Regions from separate parts of the Sus scrofa genome. Here all the other regions are linked to region 3. The links are chromatin contacts, called in public HiChIP or PLAC-seq maps. All regions are on one chromosome and are shown on one strand. The core of a region is the stretch at or near the end of the contact, and the rest is flanking DNA. Distances in the headings are between cores, read along the strand shown. Region 1 holds the start of CDH24 (cadherin 24). Region 2 overlaps MMP14 (matrix metallopeptidase 14 (membrane-inserted)). Region 3 overlaps DAD1 (defender against cell death 1).

Evidence for each region. HiChIP or PLAC-seq counts read pairs in DNA pulled down with a chosen protein or histone mark.
Region 1: an H3K27ac HiChIP or PLAC-seq map of alveolar macrophages shows a contact between it and region 3. The contact joins the promoter of CDH24 here to the enhancer-like site in region 3. A contact is called at or near these places in 2 of 5 promoter capture datasets (fetal liver and liver), 9 of 47 Hi-C or Micro-C datasets (alveolar macrophages, embryonic fibroblasts, epiblast stem cells and 6 more) and 2 of 2 datasets of contacts at active chromatin or transcription factors (alveolar macrophages and skeletal muscle).
Region 2: a contact with region 3 is called in an H3K27ac HiChIP or PLAC-seq map of alveolar macrophages. The contact joins two enhancer-like sites. A contact is called at or near these places in 21 of 47 Hi-C or Micro-C datasets (alveolar macrophages, blood, embryonic fibroblasts and 12 more) and 2 of 2 datasets of contacts at active chromatin or transcription factors (alveolar macrophages and skeletal muscle).

Annotation. Positions count from the first base shown.
Region 1 is chr7:75,990,166-75,994,418 of Sscrofa11.1, forward strand. CDH24 (cadherin 24) reads left to right here and starts at 1,740. Exons shown (of 12, transcript NM_001243615.2): 1 at 1,740-2,044; 2 at 2,223-2,517; 3 at 2,713-2,832; 4 at 2,907-3,074; 5 at 3,247-3,434; 6 at 3,745-3,998. The coding sequence starts at 1,844.
Region 2 is chr7:76,171,818-76,176,009 of Sscrofa11.1, forward strand. It overlaps MMP14 (matrix metallopeptidase 14 (membrane-inserted)), which reads right to left. Exons shown (of 10, transcript NM_214239.2): 10 at 2,685-4,192. Among named protein-coding and RNA genes, the nearest start is that of MMP14, 12 kb to the right of the region's middle. Within about 2 kb of position 1,699, at least 37 of the 83 cell types and tissues checked have an H3K27ac peak or open chromatin away from gene starts, as enhancers often do. A contact at or near this core is called in alveolar macrophages and retroperitoneal adipose tissue, where this site is marked.
Region 3 is chr7:76,456,483-76,460,749 of Sscrofa11.1, forward strand. DAD1 (defender against cell death 1) reads left to right here. Exons shown (of 3, transcript NM_213944.1): 3 at 686-921. Among named protein-coding and RNA genes, the nearest start is that of DAD1, 27 kb to the left of the region's middle. Within about 2 kb of position 1,514, at least 19 of the 83 cell types and tissues checked have an H3K27ac peak or open chromatin away from gene starts, as enhancers often do. A contact at or near this core is called in alveolar macrophages, epiblast stem cells and retroperitoneal adipose tissue, where this site is marked.

The DNA of each region.
Region 1 (4,253 bases), core at 490-2,989, 470 kb before region 3:
CTCCTTCCCCCGCCCCCTCCGTCTCGCTCCCTTGTTCTCAGCCGGGGCCGCTCAGACCTGCAGCGGAGCCGCGGCGCCCGCTCGGATCGGCTCGGGGCTGTGCCCCCCTGGGACCCGGCGGCTGGGGCCGGCGGAGACCGTCCCCGCCGGGCTGGGCCCCTCGGCACTGCCAGGTAAGGGCTTCTGCTCCGGAGCCCGCGGTCGGGAATTCGCGCAGGGGCAGCAGGGGGCCCGCAGCCTGCGGGTATCTTCAGAGCGGTGAGCGGTGCGCTCCGCGGCTGGGAGCCCACTGCCGGCTCCCTTCTCCCGCGCTCTCCAGCTTTCCCTTCTTCCCTCGCACCTCTCTCCCTCTTTTAACCATTTTCCTCTCCCTCGATCTCTCTTCACCCAGCCTTCTCTCTGCCTGTTTGCCTTCTCTGCCCCTTCCCTCTGTCTCCCCAACCCTTCTCTCTCCTTCTTACCCTGTCTTGCTCCATCTCCTCTTCCTCTTTGCTGTTTTCTTCCTCCACCTCTCTCTCCTTTCCCGTCTCTTCCTTTTCCCGCTCTCCTTTCCTTCCCCTGTTCCTTCTCTCTCCTCTCCCCTTCCCTTTCCCACTCTCCTATTTCCCACTCCTCTCTCCCTTTCCTTCTCCCTCCTCGTCCCGCCTCCCTCTCCGGTCGCCGGCTCGCCTCCGGCTTCCCTCTTCCCTCGGGAAGGAAAGGACTGTCAGGTGTGTGTCTGCTCTGGGGGAGGAGAGGCGCAGCCACAGCCACCTGGGGGGACCCCCTAGGAGGAGAGGGAGAAGACAGTGGTGGGAAGGGTCCTCTCTCTAGCTTCCATCCCACAGCCCCTCCTGGCTGCCCCCTCTCCCAGAATGAAGTTCTCCTCCAGGGTGGCCTGGTCTAACCCCCTCAGCTGAAGCTGCCCCTTCCTGTCCATCACACATACTGAAAGCCCCTCTGCCCTCTCAGCCACCCATTCTCTAGCCTGGTACCCATATGACTCCTCTCTGCTTTTCAGACACCCAGGCTGCCACCTTGGGTCTCTTTCCTTCTGTCTCTTGCTGCCATTCTGTCTCTGTCTCTGCAGCCAGTCCCTGAGTCTTGGTCTCAACCTCAATCACGCTGTGTCTCTAGCCTCTGGGTCTGCCTCTGCTCCCCCTCCCCGGTCTCCTGGCCTCTGCCACCCCTCTTCTTCCAGCTCTGGCCCCTACAATGCCTCATGAGTCCAGGTCTCCCTTCAAGGACTTCAGCTAGCAGTGTGTTAGGGTCAGTTTCTGGAGAGGCGGGGTTCTCTGTGGAGGAGGGACTTTCACAGGCTTTCAACCCTGTTTGAGGCTGCACTCCTTGTCCTCTCACCCTGACCCTAGGCACCCTCAGATCACACCTCCAGGAGTCCAGATCCCTTTATTTTAAGCCCTTTCCCTGGTAGCCCCCATTTCCTCCAGCCCCCAGCTGCATGCCCACCCTGGGAGAACAGGAGCCAGATTTGAGGTTCCCAGCCCTCCCAGCATACCCTCTCCTATTTTCTCCCCAAGCTTCTCTACTCACTTGACTGGCCGGAGATTTATCAGCTTGGAGGGCTGGAGGTGAATACAGGCAGAGCCTGGGTGGAGGGAAAGATCAGACTGCTTTCTGTCTTAGTCTGGTTTCTGGTCACTGGTGTTTCTGGTTCCTCGGAGGTCTGATCTTGAGCATCTAACTTTGGAGGGGGGAGGGTTAAGGGTTTCCTTGACCCTGAACAGCTACCTCTCCTGCAGGTGTGGATCCATGGGGTAGTCCCAAAGCATCTGCCCCTCTGCCCCAGGCAGCTCATGCCTTAACACCCAGGGGCAGTGAACAGAGCCCTGGCTGGTGCCCAAACATGTGGGGCCTGGTGAGGCTCCTGCTGGCCTGGCTGGGTGGCTGGGGCTGCATGGGGCGCCTGGCAGCCCCAGCCCGGGCTTGGGCAGGGTCCCGGGGAGGCCCAGGACCAGCACTGCTTCGGACCCGAAGGAGCTGGGTGTGGAACCAATTCTTTGTCATTGAGGAATATGCTGGACCAGAGCCCGTCCTTATTGGCAAGGTAAGGATCAAGCCTCCCATGTCTACCCTGACTCTCAAGGCTCTGCCCTGCAACTTCACTTCTGCAATGACCTTGGTCCCTCAGAACTCCCAACACTCCACCGAGGCCCAGACTTAGACTCTTTAACTTTCTGTCCCTGCGCTTGGAACCCGCTGCCATCTTTCCCTGACCCGTACAGCTGCACTCGGACGTGGACAGGGGTGAGGGCCGCACCAAGTACCTGCTGACGGGAGAGGGGGCAGGCACCGTATTTGTGATCGATGAGGCCACAGGCAATATCCATGTCACCAAGAGCCTGGACCGGGAGGAGAAGGCCCAGTATGTGCTACTGGCCCAAGCTGTGGACCGAGCCTCCAACCGCCCCCTGGAGCCCCCATCAGAGTTCATCATCAAGGTGCAAGACATTAATGACAATCCACCCATCTTTCCCCTCGGGCCATACCACGCCACAGTGCCCGAGATGTCCAACGTCGGTGAGTATCCCGAGTCCGGACATCGTGGATCCCACCTCCTAGAGCGCCCTCCCTCACCTCTCCCTCCCCCACCCCTTTCTGCCCCGGAAGCCACCTCCCTCAGTTCAGCCCCACTCATGTCTGGGTCCTGATCGTCTGCTGTTCTTCCCTACTTGGCTCTGCCCCTGCTGAGTGGGGTGCCGGGATCCCCCACAGGGACTTCAGTGATCCAGGTGACTGCTCATGATGCTGATGACCCCAGCTACGGGAACAGCGCCAAGCTGGTGTACACCGTGCTGGATGGACTACCTTTCTTCTCTGTGGACCCCCAGACTGGTGAGGCTAGAGCTCAGGAGCCGGGTGGGGCTGCCTTGGGACCAGGCACCCTCTGATCCATCATCTCTCCCTAGGAGTGGTGCGGACCGCCATCCCCAACATGGACCGTGAGACGCAGGAGGAGTTCTTGGTGGTGATTCAGGCCAAGGACATGGGTGGCCACATGGGGGGGCTGTCGGGCAGCACTACGGTGACGGTCACCCTCAGCGATGTCAACGACAACCCCCCCAAGTTCCCGCAGAGTAAGGGGCCAGTGCTGTCGCCTGAGCCATCTTTTAAGCACCCCACCCCTTGCAGCCTCTTGAGAAATCTGCCCTCCCACCCCTCCCGAGCCAGGCCTGGGAGAAGGACATGCCGGGAGAGGGAGGAGGGCTGGAGACCTCTCTAAGATCGTCTCCCTCCATCCTCCCCAAGGCCTGTACCAGTTCTCCGTGGTGGAGACCGCTGGGCCGGGCACCCTGGTGGGCCGGCTGCAGGCCCAGGACCCAGACCTGGGGGACAACGCCCTCATGGCATACAGCATCCTGGACGGGGAGGGGTCCGAGGCCTTCAGCATCAGCACAGACTCCCAGGGTCGAGATGGGCTCCTCACTGTCCGCAAGGTTAGCCTCCTGTCTCATGCCACAGACCCACTCATAACTGCCTCCTGCCCCAGGGGTCATGCCTCTAACTGGTCTAGAACAGACTCAGGATCCCTGTGTTGGAGCTTGGAGATCATGGTCACCTCCTCATCCTTCAGATGAGGGCCTGGGGCACTTCATGGGGAAGTGACTGGTTGAAGACTTTGCATAGAGCAAGTCTGTGATGGAACTGGGGGCAGACCTAGAGTTCTGCCCACCAAGGCTACCACCCCTCTGGTGCCCTCCTCCCTGGTCTCCATCTGCCGCAGTCACTCCATCTCCCTCCCCACAGCCCCTGGACTTCGAGAACCGTCGCTCCTACTCCTTCCGTGTGGAGGCCACCAACACGCTCATCGACCCAGCCTATCTGCGGCGAGGGCCCTTCAAGGACGTGGCCTCAGTGCGCGTGGCTGTGCAGGACGCCCCAGAGCCACCTGCCTTCTCCCAGGCTGCCTACCACCTGTCGGTGCCCGAAAACAAGGCTCCCGGGACCCTGGTGGGCCAGGTGTCAGCCTCTGACCTGGACTCCCCAGCCAGTCCAATCAGGTGAGCAGGGGTGCCGGCCAGGCTGGGCGGGCCTCGGGGAAGGGGCCCAGCAACAGGCTGTTCTCACCTGAGGATGAGCCTCCTTGACTGCAGGTGACATTCACCTCCTGGTAGAAGTTTCCCTGCAGGCCTGGGTACCAGGGGAGAGCCAGAGGACCTGGCTAACCACTCCCAGACTCGCCACCCGTCCCTCTGGGTGGATGATAGTGGTGCCTCCTAGAGGCAGGGCAGACAGATGGACTCTTATCCAATGAT
Region 2 (4,192 bases), core at 449-2,948, 280 kb before region 3:
CCTGTGCTCCTGCTACGCAGCACAACAGGTAGGCACGCATATGCTGACAGATTCCACAGAACACACACTGCCCCACAGACACCCAGCTACACACGGGCCACACTGAAAGAGACACTCAAGAGATGTGGTTGGAATGTGTGGAAGAAAAAGTCCGACAGACCTGTGTTTTTAATTTGAATGAGCGATGAGCTTGAGCAAGTCTCCTCTGGGCCTCAGTTTACACATCTGTAAAATGGGGGCCGTGTTGGTGCCTGTGTCCTTGAGTGTTGTGAGGACCTCTGCGGACGCTGGTTTCCTTCCACCTCCCCTTCGCTGGAAAGGGAAGTAGACACAGCAGATACAGAGAGGCCTGGGAAACCTACCAGACTGCGGGGAGACAGGGCCTGGGGGGAGGGACAGTGAGTGTGCGTGGGGGTCGCTCTGCTCAGTCTTCTCTCCTCTAGGGAGCCTAGCTCCTCTGAGATCTTCCCTTCCCTTCTCATCCCGCTGACCCAGCACCTGGCTGGCAGCCTTGGAGGGGTGGGCCCTGCTGGTGGCAGGAGCCCCGAGAAAGGAGGTGATGACAAGGGAGTCCGGGGCTCCCTCTCCAAATGTGTGGGGTGCAGTGGTGGGCAGAGTACAGCCTCTGCTCAGCGCTCGCCCCCGGTCCAGGCTCCTTAGCGCCGGCTTCCCTGGGTTCTGCCCAAACCTCTTCGCAGATTCCCCTTGGCTCCCTCCTGGCTGCTCTAACTCACATGTGCTGCTTTCGAATAAAGGAACTTGGAACCATAGAAACTGGGTCAGGCCCAATGGACAAAGCAGGGTAGGGCCAGCGAAAGCAGTGTTTGCAGGTCTCTCAGGAGCCCCAGGGCCCTCTGATCGCCCCTCGCCCCAGCCTGACCTGCTGGTTTGCTCAGTTGGGGCCCAGTGGGGTCCTGGGGCAGTTTCCCTGGGCTGGATCCCTCAGGCCTGAGGCTCGTCAGAAGCACGGGACCTTGCAGCCTCCACCCCGCAATTCTCTCTGCTTGGGAAGCCTCTTCTACCTCTTCCCCCTTTGTCTCTGGTCCTCCATTCCCATCTCTCCCCCTTGGCTTCAGAGAGCATCTTGTGATTCCAGAATCAGGGCCAAACAATTTCCTCGTGATGGGGAAACCACACTCCAGCCGCGGGAGCCCTAGGCTCCCCCTCTTCTCCCCTCTGGCGGTCCCCCCTCCCCATGCTCCTCCGCTGGCTCCAGCTGTGTTTTGCAGAACTCCCACTGGATAACATCTGTAATTGCCTCCAGATGTGGGCCACAAAAACACAAAGGGGCCATGAGCTCATCTTTGAGCTCCTTGCCACACGCACTGGCCCCACTGCCCCCAGATGCCCCTGAATTCTCAGGGTCCCCATCCTCTCCAGTGAGGGTGGCAGGGAGGTGGTGTCCAACTCCACTGAGACGCACAGGCTGTGCCAAACAGCTGTTGGCAGGAGAGGCACAGGAGGCCAGGCGTAGGGTCAGGGTTCCTGGCTGGCAGGAAGGTGGGGTACCCCTTCTGCCAAAGCAATCACACGAGTCAGCCCTGAATAGCAGCTGGACAGAACGCCTGGCTTAGGTGGGGCCAGGGCTCTTGGAGGCAGGCCCTGGAGGGGGCCTGGGCTGCAGCCCGGGGAGGGCTGGACTGAGGCAGGAAGGGAAGGAGGGAAGAAAGAGGGCTGCTCCCCTCCAGCTGAGCTGACTCAGCAGCTGAAGGATTCCTCCCTCCAGGCTGGTTTGGAGAAAGAGTGGGTCAACAGCCCAGGAACTGTGTCTGGGGCAGCAGTTTTGAAGGAAAGAGGAGACAAAGCCCTGTCATTCCGCCCTTCCAACCCAACCATCCTCACCTCTTCTGGGCCTCTGGGGGGAGACCCCTGTTTTGCCGCTCCTAACTGCCTATGGGGCAACCCCTTCTTTTCCTTTCTGTGGCTTCTGGCCCTGAAGAGGAGCTCTGGACCGGGGAGAGGCTGAGGTCCTGAGGGCCGGGGTGAAGGGCCTGTCCCCCAGCCTGAGGCTGACTGTGACAGGGAAATCCCCCAGCAGGCCGCATGAGGCCTGACGAAACCCAGGGTCTGCGGCTAAATCACACGACAGGGTCTCGCAATTTAGGAAGATTTTCCGAGCGGCCTCAGCTTGGCCACTTCCTCTTGCCTCTGAAGTCCTGGTCCTCAAAGGTAGCCTCTTAGGCCAGGTTGGGAGAGAGCAGCTAGCGGGCTCTGTGGACCACTCCCCTGGCCCCCCGGAGTGTGCCCGCCTCCCCAGCTCTGGGCCCTGCATCCCTTTTGTCCATCAAGAGTGAACAGATTCAAGGAGTTCCTGTCACGGCGCAGCAGTTAACGAATCTGTAATTCGTTGAGGTTGAGGGTTTGATCCCTGGCCTCGCTCAGTGGGTTAAGGATCCGGCGTTGCTGTGAGCTCTGGTGTAGGTTGCAGATGAGGTTCGGATCTGGTGTTGCTGTGGCTCTGGCATAGGCCAGAGGCTACAGCTCCAATTCGACCCCTAGCCTGGGAACCTCCATATGCCACGGGTGCAGCCCAAAAAAGGAAAGCAAAAAAAAAAAAAAAGAGTAAACATATTCCTTTATGAAAAATACCAAAAACCCACCTCACAGAAAACACTGCATGGCCCTCCTGCTTTCCATTCCCCTCGTAGCCACATCCCAAGGCACACAAATTGCAGCCACACAGAGAATGTGAAACACTGTTTATTCTTCGTGGAAAGGATGAACAAGGTCAAAAATGTCCTTAGAGGGCACTGACCCAGCCCCGCCCTGCAGGTTCCTGGGGTCGGATGCCTCTGCCCCCCACCCCCACCCCTCCCTATCCCCCTTGTTAACAAAAAGGAACGATTTGAAGGGAATTCATATATAATAATTATAATAAAAATATACATTAAACAAAACAAAAAACCCAAACAAGACAATTTAGCCGAATTGCCAGCACCGTTCACCTCATTCCTCCCACCCCCTGCCCCCGACCCCTGACATCCCTCTCCCTTCGCTGCCCCCCCCACCCCTGTCCCCAGGGTCTCTCACTCTCCCAAGTCTCCAGTACCATAACCACCTTCGGTGGCCGAAGGAGACTTCAAATGGGTGGGCTGGGTGGGAAGGGGGGCAGGACACCTGTAGGATGGGCTGAGCAGTAGGAGGATCGGGAAGGGAGGGGCTCACCTGACCGAAACGCCCCGGCGCCTGCCAGCCCCATCACGCAGCCTGGCTGATCCTCGGCTCCCTAACTAGGTGGTTGCTCTCACTTCGGTCCCCAGTCCCCAGTCCCAGGACGTGTGCCCTCGCTGCTCCTTTTTCTGGCTCCCTGCCTTCTCCTCCCTGCTGTCTGATAGAAGCAAAATGGCACCACACAGGAGCAGGTGTGCCTTTCTCGGGCCCTTCCTGAGAGCGCCCAGAAAACAAGCCCTCCTGGTACCACAGCCCACCCTGACGCCCTGCCTGCTGGCCTGGCCAGCCCGGCCCCTAGCCGTCCACTCCCGCCGCACCTCCCTGGTTCACTTTTTGGTCCTGTCCTGTTCCCTCTGACTGCTCTGCCCCTGGGTCCCTACCCCAGCTGCCTGTGTTTGAGCAAGGTTCTCTCCACGGCTTCCAGTCTCCCCCCCAGGGCTCCGGGCCAAGTCACCATCCTGGGCTCCACCCTGGGGAGCTGCACCCCCTGGCCTCAGCTCTTCCAACCTTGACGTCCCCATTGGAGGCTAACATTTGGGAGGGTAGGGCTGTCAAGAGTTTCTGCAGCCCCAGTTTAGTCCTTAATGGCTCAGGCTCCTTCCGAGGAAGTTCTCGGGGGCAGGTGGGGTAGAGGCAGATCTTTGTGGAGAGGACTGACCCTCTCTGAGCTTTCCTCCCAAGGTCTTAGTGCAGCCCCCACCCTGTCACTCCCCCAGAGTCTCCCGCACAAGGGGAATAGATTTCTTTTCGCCAGAAAGAGTGGTGGGAGGCTGTCAATTGGGAACACCTGGGGGCTTGTGGGGTGGGAGTGCCCAGAGCCTCCTGAGGTCAGAGTTCAGAGGTTAAAGGTGTGTCAGGGAATGGAAAAGGAGCAGGTGACCCCACTTGACCTTTACCAGCGAGGTCCGAGGGTCCTGCCTTCAAGTGCAGAGCCTAAGACATTCAGATGGGGCTGAACACACACCAAGCCACGGGGGGGCCCCTGAGGGGCAGGGGCCGCTCAGCCCCCAGGGGACTCATC
Region 3 (4,267 bases), core at 264-2,763:
GACCCCACTTCACAACTCACAGACCAGTCTCATCTGACTTTGGCAGCAGCATGGCCACTTCTCTTAGAGTTGTTCTCTACCTCTTTGTTGCCTAAAATAATCTTACCTTTAAGTGAAAACAAAATTACTTTTTTTGTTTTGGTCTTTTGTTAAGTCTGAGGTTAGGAATTTTTCTTTCTTTTGAATTCTTCCTTCCATCCCCCCCCAAAAAAAACACCCCCAAAAAACAAAAACGAAAAAATTTCTGGAAGTTAGTGCTTTATAAGCTTTCTAAATCCAGAAAAACTCTTTAGGCTAAGTTGCAGCCCTCTAACCTCAAAAAAGGTTTTGGATCAGAGAGGTCAGAGTGGCTTAAGTGAAGTTGTACAGCTAATTAATTGTAGAGCTGGTGTGAGAACCTGCATCTGTAGTGCCGAGTCAGTTATGCCTTGGTGTGCTTGGAATTCAGATTTGAACTCTGAATTTTTATGTATAGCTCTGTAAAATGTTCAGTGAAAAATGTTTGTTTTATTCAGGTTGTTCTAGCCTGGCTTAAGTATGGTCCAGAATTTGGGAACCCCATAATTACCTTTGTCTTTGGGGGGCTAGAATTAAATGGAAGGATTTGAGGCCCTGTCTGTAGTATCACATGATATTTTTAGAAACCTCGAACAGCTCTTCTTACCTTTCTGCTTCTTTCTTTCAGGTTCACTCTGATTTCCCCTGGACAAGAGCTCTTAAGATGGCAGTTTGCTGGACACATGGATTTTCTTCAGATTTATGCTTACTACCACTCTGATTGTACAGAGCCCAGAAAAGTCCCGCGGCTTCTGACTCAGAATAACTTTGTAACTTCGTACTGGTCATTTATTAATACAGTCTTTGCCTGCCATTAAATGTAACCTTTTTGCCTTCCAGATTAAAGAATTCCATGCCACTCCTACCCCTGCCTCTGGCTCTGTTTTTTGTTTTTATTCTTTTTTGGGGTTAAAACCCTTTTTTTCCTTCAATCCTCTGGGCAGAGCTCTTTAGGAGTTGATAACTTGCAACTTTGAATCTACCTCCACGTTTTCAATAAGTGTATTTGCGGTTAATGACAAAGGCAGTGCTGACATCCCTGGGAAACGACAGCCCTTTGTCTTTTCCCTGGAGCTGGTAATCCTTTACTAATCCTTCAATCGTTGCAGGTGGTTCCGCTCTTGTGACACAATGCATTCCTGGAACTGCATCATTAAGCACTTTGTTAGAAATTTAACTCAGTGTGTGCTTCCCCATTTATATCTGTTTCAACATGATTTAGTGGTGAAAGTGAAATATGTATCTCTTAGACTGCATAGGAAGAGTGCAGAAAGTGGGGCTTGTGTGCATGCCTTCTTACAGGATACACTGCTGTCCAAACCAACTTCACAAGTGTTCTCTCATTTTGCTCTTACTGTTACCTTGGGGGCTCCGCTTCTCATTAGATAGGTGAAGAAGAGGAAGCTCCTCTTTGTAACTTGTTTAAGATCAGAGTCCATGATGTGCTTGGGTGGAACAATAGGTCTGCTGGCTGAAGTCTAGGCCTGGTTGATATGTGTCATGGTAGCACCCCTCCTTCTATCTTGGGTGCTATATATCAAAAATATGCTGTGTTGAGAAGTCCACTCTTTGAACTGAGCTGACTGCTGAGATGGTGAGTTGTGCTCTAGAGCTTTCCCAACTTGGCTGCACTTTAGAATTGCTTGGGGGTTTTAAAAATGAAACCTCAGTGCCCAGGGCACACCACAGATCAGTTGGGGGTAGCGTCTGTACCTTATAAAGGAGATTCTCATGTGCAGCCAAATCAGAGAAGCACTGCTCTGGATTCTTGCTCCTTAAATTACAGCCCATTGACCAGCAGTATTGACCACACTGGGAGCTTATTTGAAAAGGAGTCTCTCGAGCCCCACCCTAGGCCCTACTGAAGCAGAATCTTCAACACCGTCTACATGTGATTCCTGTGCATATTATAGTTTTAGAAGCACCCATCCAGAATGATGGTTCTCAGATTTTGGTGTATGTCACAACTACCTGGGAACTTAGTAAAAATGAGCTTGGCTTTCTGTGTTCATTAGCTCTCTGTGTAACTCTGATACACGCTGAAGTTTGAGACTCACTCTAGATCAGGAGTTGGCAAGCTTTTTCTTTTTTTTCTTTTTTCTTTTTTCTTTTTTTTTGCTTTTGAGGGCCGCACCTGCGGCATATGGAGGTTCCCAGGCTAGGGGTCTAATCCGAGCTGCAGCTGCTGGCCTACACCACAGTTACAGCAAGGCCAGATCCGAGCCACGTCTGCGACCTATACCACAACTCATGGCAATGCCGGATCCTTAACCCACTGAGTGAGTCCAGGGACTGAACCCGTGACCTCATGGTTCCTAGTCAGATTTGTTTCCCCTGTGCCATGATGGGAACTCCGGCAAGCTTTTTCTTAAATGAATGGCCTGGCAGTGTGGTCCAATAAAATTTTGTTTATAAAAATCACTGTCCTTGGACCATGGCTTGCCATTCCAAGGGATACTAGTTCACTAAAATTATGACTTAATTTAATATGCCTTAAAATTTTTATGTACAGATGTACTTCCTGATAAGGAGGCTTCTGAATTATTTTAGTCTGGATTGGTAAATAGGTATTTTAAATAAGAAAAGCATCTGAACTTTATTTTTTATTATTTATTTACTTATTTATTGTCTTTTGTCTTTTTTTTTTTTTTTTAGGGCCACACCTGCAGCATATGGAAGTTCCCAGGCTAGGGGTCAAATTGGAGCTGTAGCTGCCAGCCTACACCACAGCCACAGCAATGTGGGATCCTTAACCCACTGAACGATGGTAGGGATCGCACACATGTGCTCATGGTTGCTAATCAGGTTCATTAACTACTGAGCCATGGTGGGAACTTAGCACCTGAACTTTAAGATAAATTAGTTGAAAACTGGGAATAATAGTAATTTTATCAAGGAAGACATTACAGTTTTCAGAGGGTTGTTGTTTTTTTTTTGGCTGTGCTTGGTGCATGTGGAAATTCCTGAGCCAGGAATGGAACCCACACCACAGCAGTAACAACACCAGATCCTGAGCCATAGCAGTGACATCATTGGCTCCTTAACCCACTGAGCTACTATGGAACTCCTTCAGAGCTTTTAGTACACAGATTTTGTTTAATGTCTGCCAATGATCTTGAGATACATGAGGCAGATACTAAGCTCCCACTTATTGGGTTATTAGGTGATTTGTCCAAACCAGTGACCATCATTGGAAAACATTCATCTCTGGTATGTCTTCTCATCATTTGCTATAGGCAGTTTTTGGTATCTTCAGTTTAGATTTAGTTGAAAACTCATTACAACTCGTTTTTAGGCTTCTGTTCACTTGCTCAGTGGTTCTCTGTATGCAGAAGAGTTAGCTGCAAAACCATTCGAATTTGAAAAAATGCTTTACTCCACAGCCTGCTAATTGAGTTTCTGATTCTTAGGTCTTTTTTTTTTTTTTTTAGCTGAAATTAGTTAAACTCATGGTAGATGAGGGGGTACTGAACCAGGATGGGTAATCTTTTCATGTGACGCCTCTGATGGTCTCTGGATCTCTCCTTCTACCAGCTGGGGTGTGATGGTGCCTCCATGGGCCTTACACGTGGGTGCCTAGTGCTGCATGCTGAAAGAGTGGATTATGAGTACCATGGCACAGAGTAAGCTAAATCCTAGCCTAACTGTTGCCTCTAGCTCAGTGCCTTTATGGGGTGAGTTTATTTTTATTTTCTGTGCTCTTTTGTGGGGCCGGAAGCCATTTGCCACAAGCACTGTACATGGTCTGTTCCCTGCCATTCTTTGCAGTGACGGAAGCTCGGCCCTCAGCACCTCCTGCCCACACATTTCCTGCGCCCTATCGCATGGAAAGCATCTCTTGTGTTTTCTTCTTTTAGCAGCCAATACCTTTGGCCTCTTTGATCATATCCTTTTCATCTTAGGCTTCAAAACATTTTTGTTATGATAATTGAAAATGCTTGAGGAGGTCAGAGAGGCCTGCTCTCTGGTTTTAGAGGCTCAGCAAACCAGCGCTGGTGGTTGCCAGGGGCTGGGGAGCTTGCCTACGAACTCGGTGTGACCCTGTCCTCACATCTGGACTGGCAGCTCTGAACATTTAAAATTTGAGTGCTATGTAACTTTCTGATGATATTTAATTTAAAAAAATTGAATACAAAAAATAGATTTTTCCTGCATGAGAAAACACAGAACAGGATCTCAAATGAGGGAGTAAGAAAAAAGAAGGAGGACT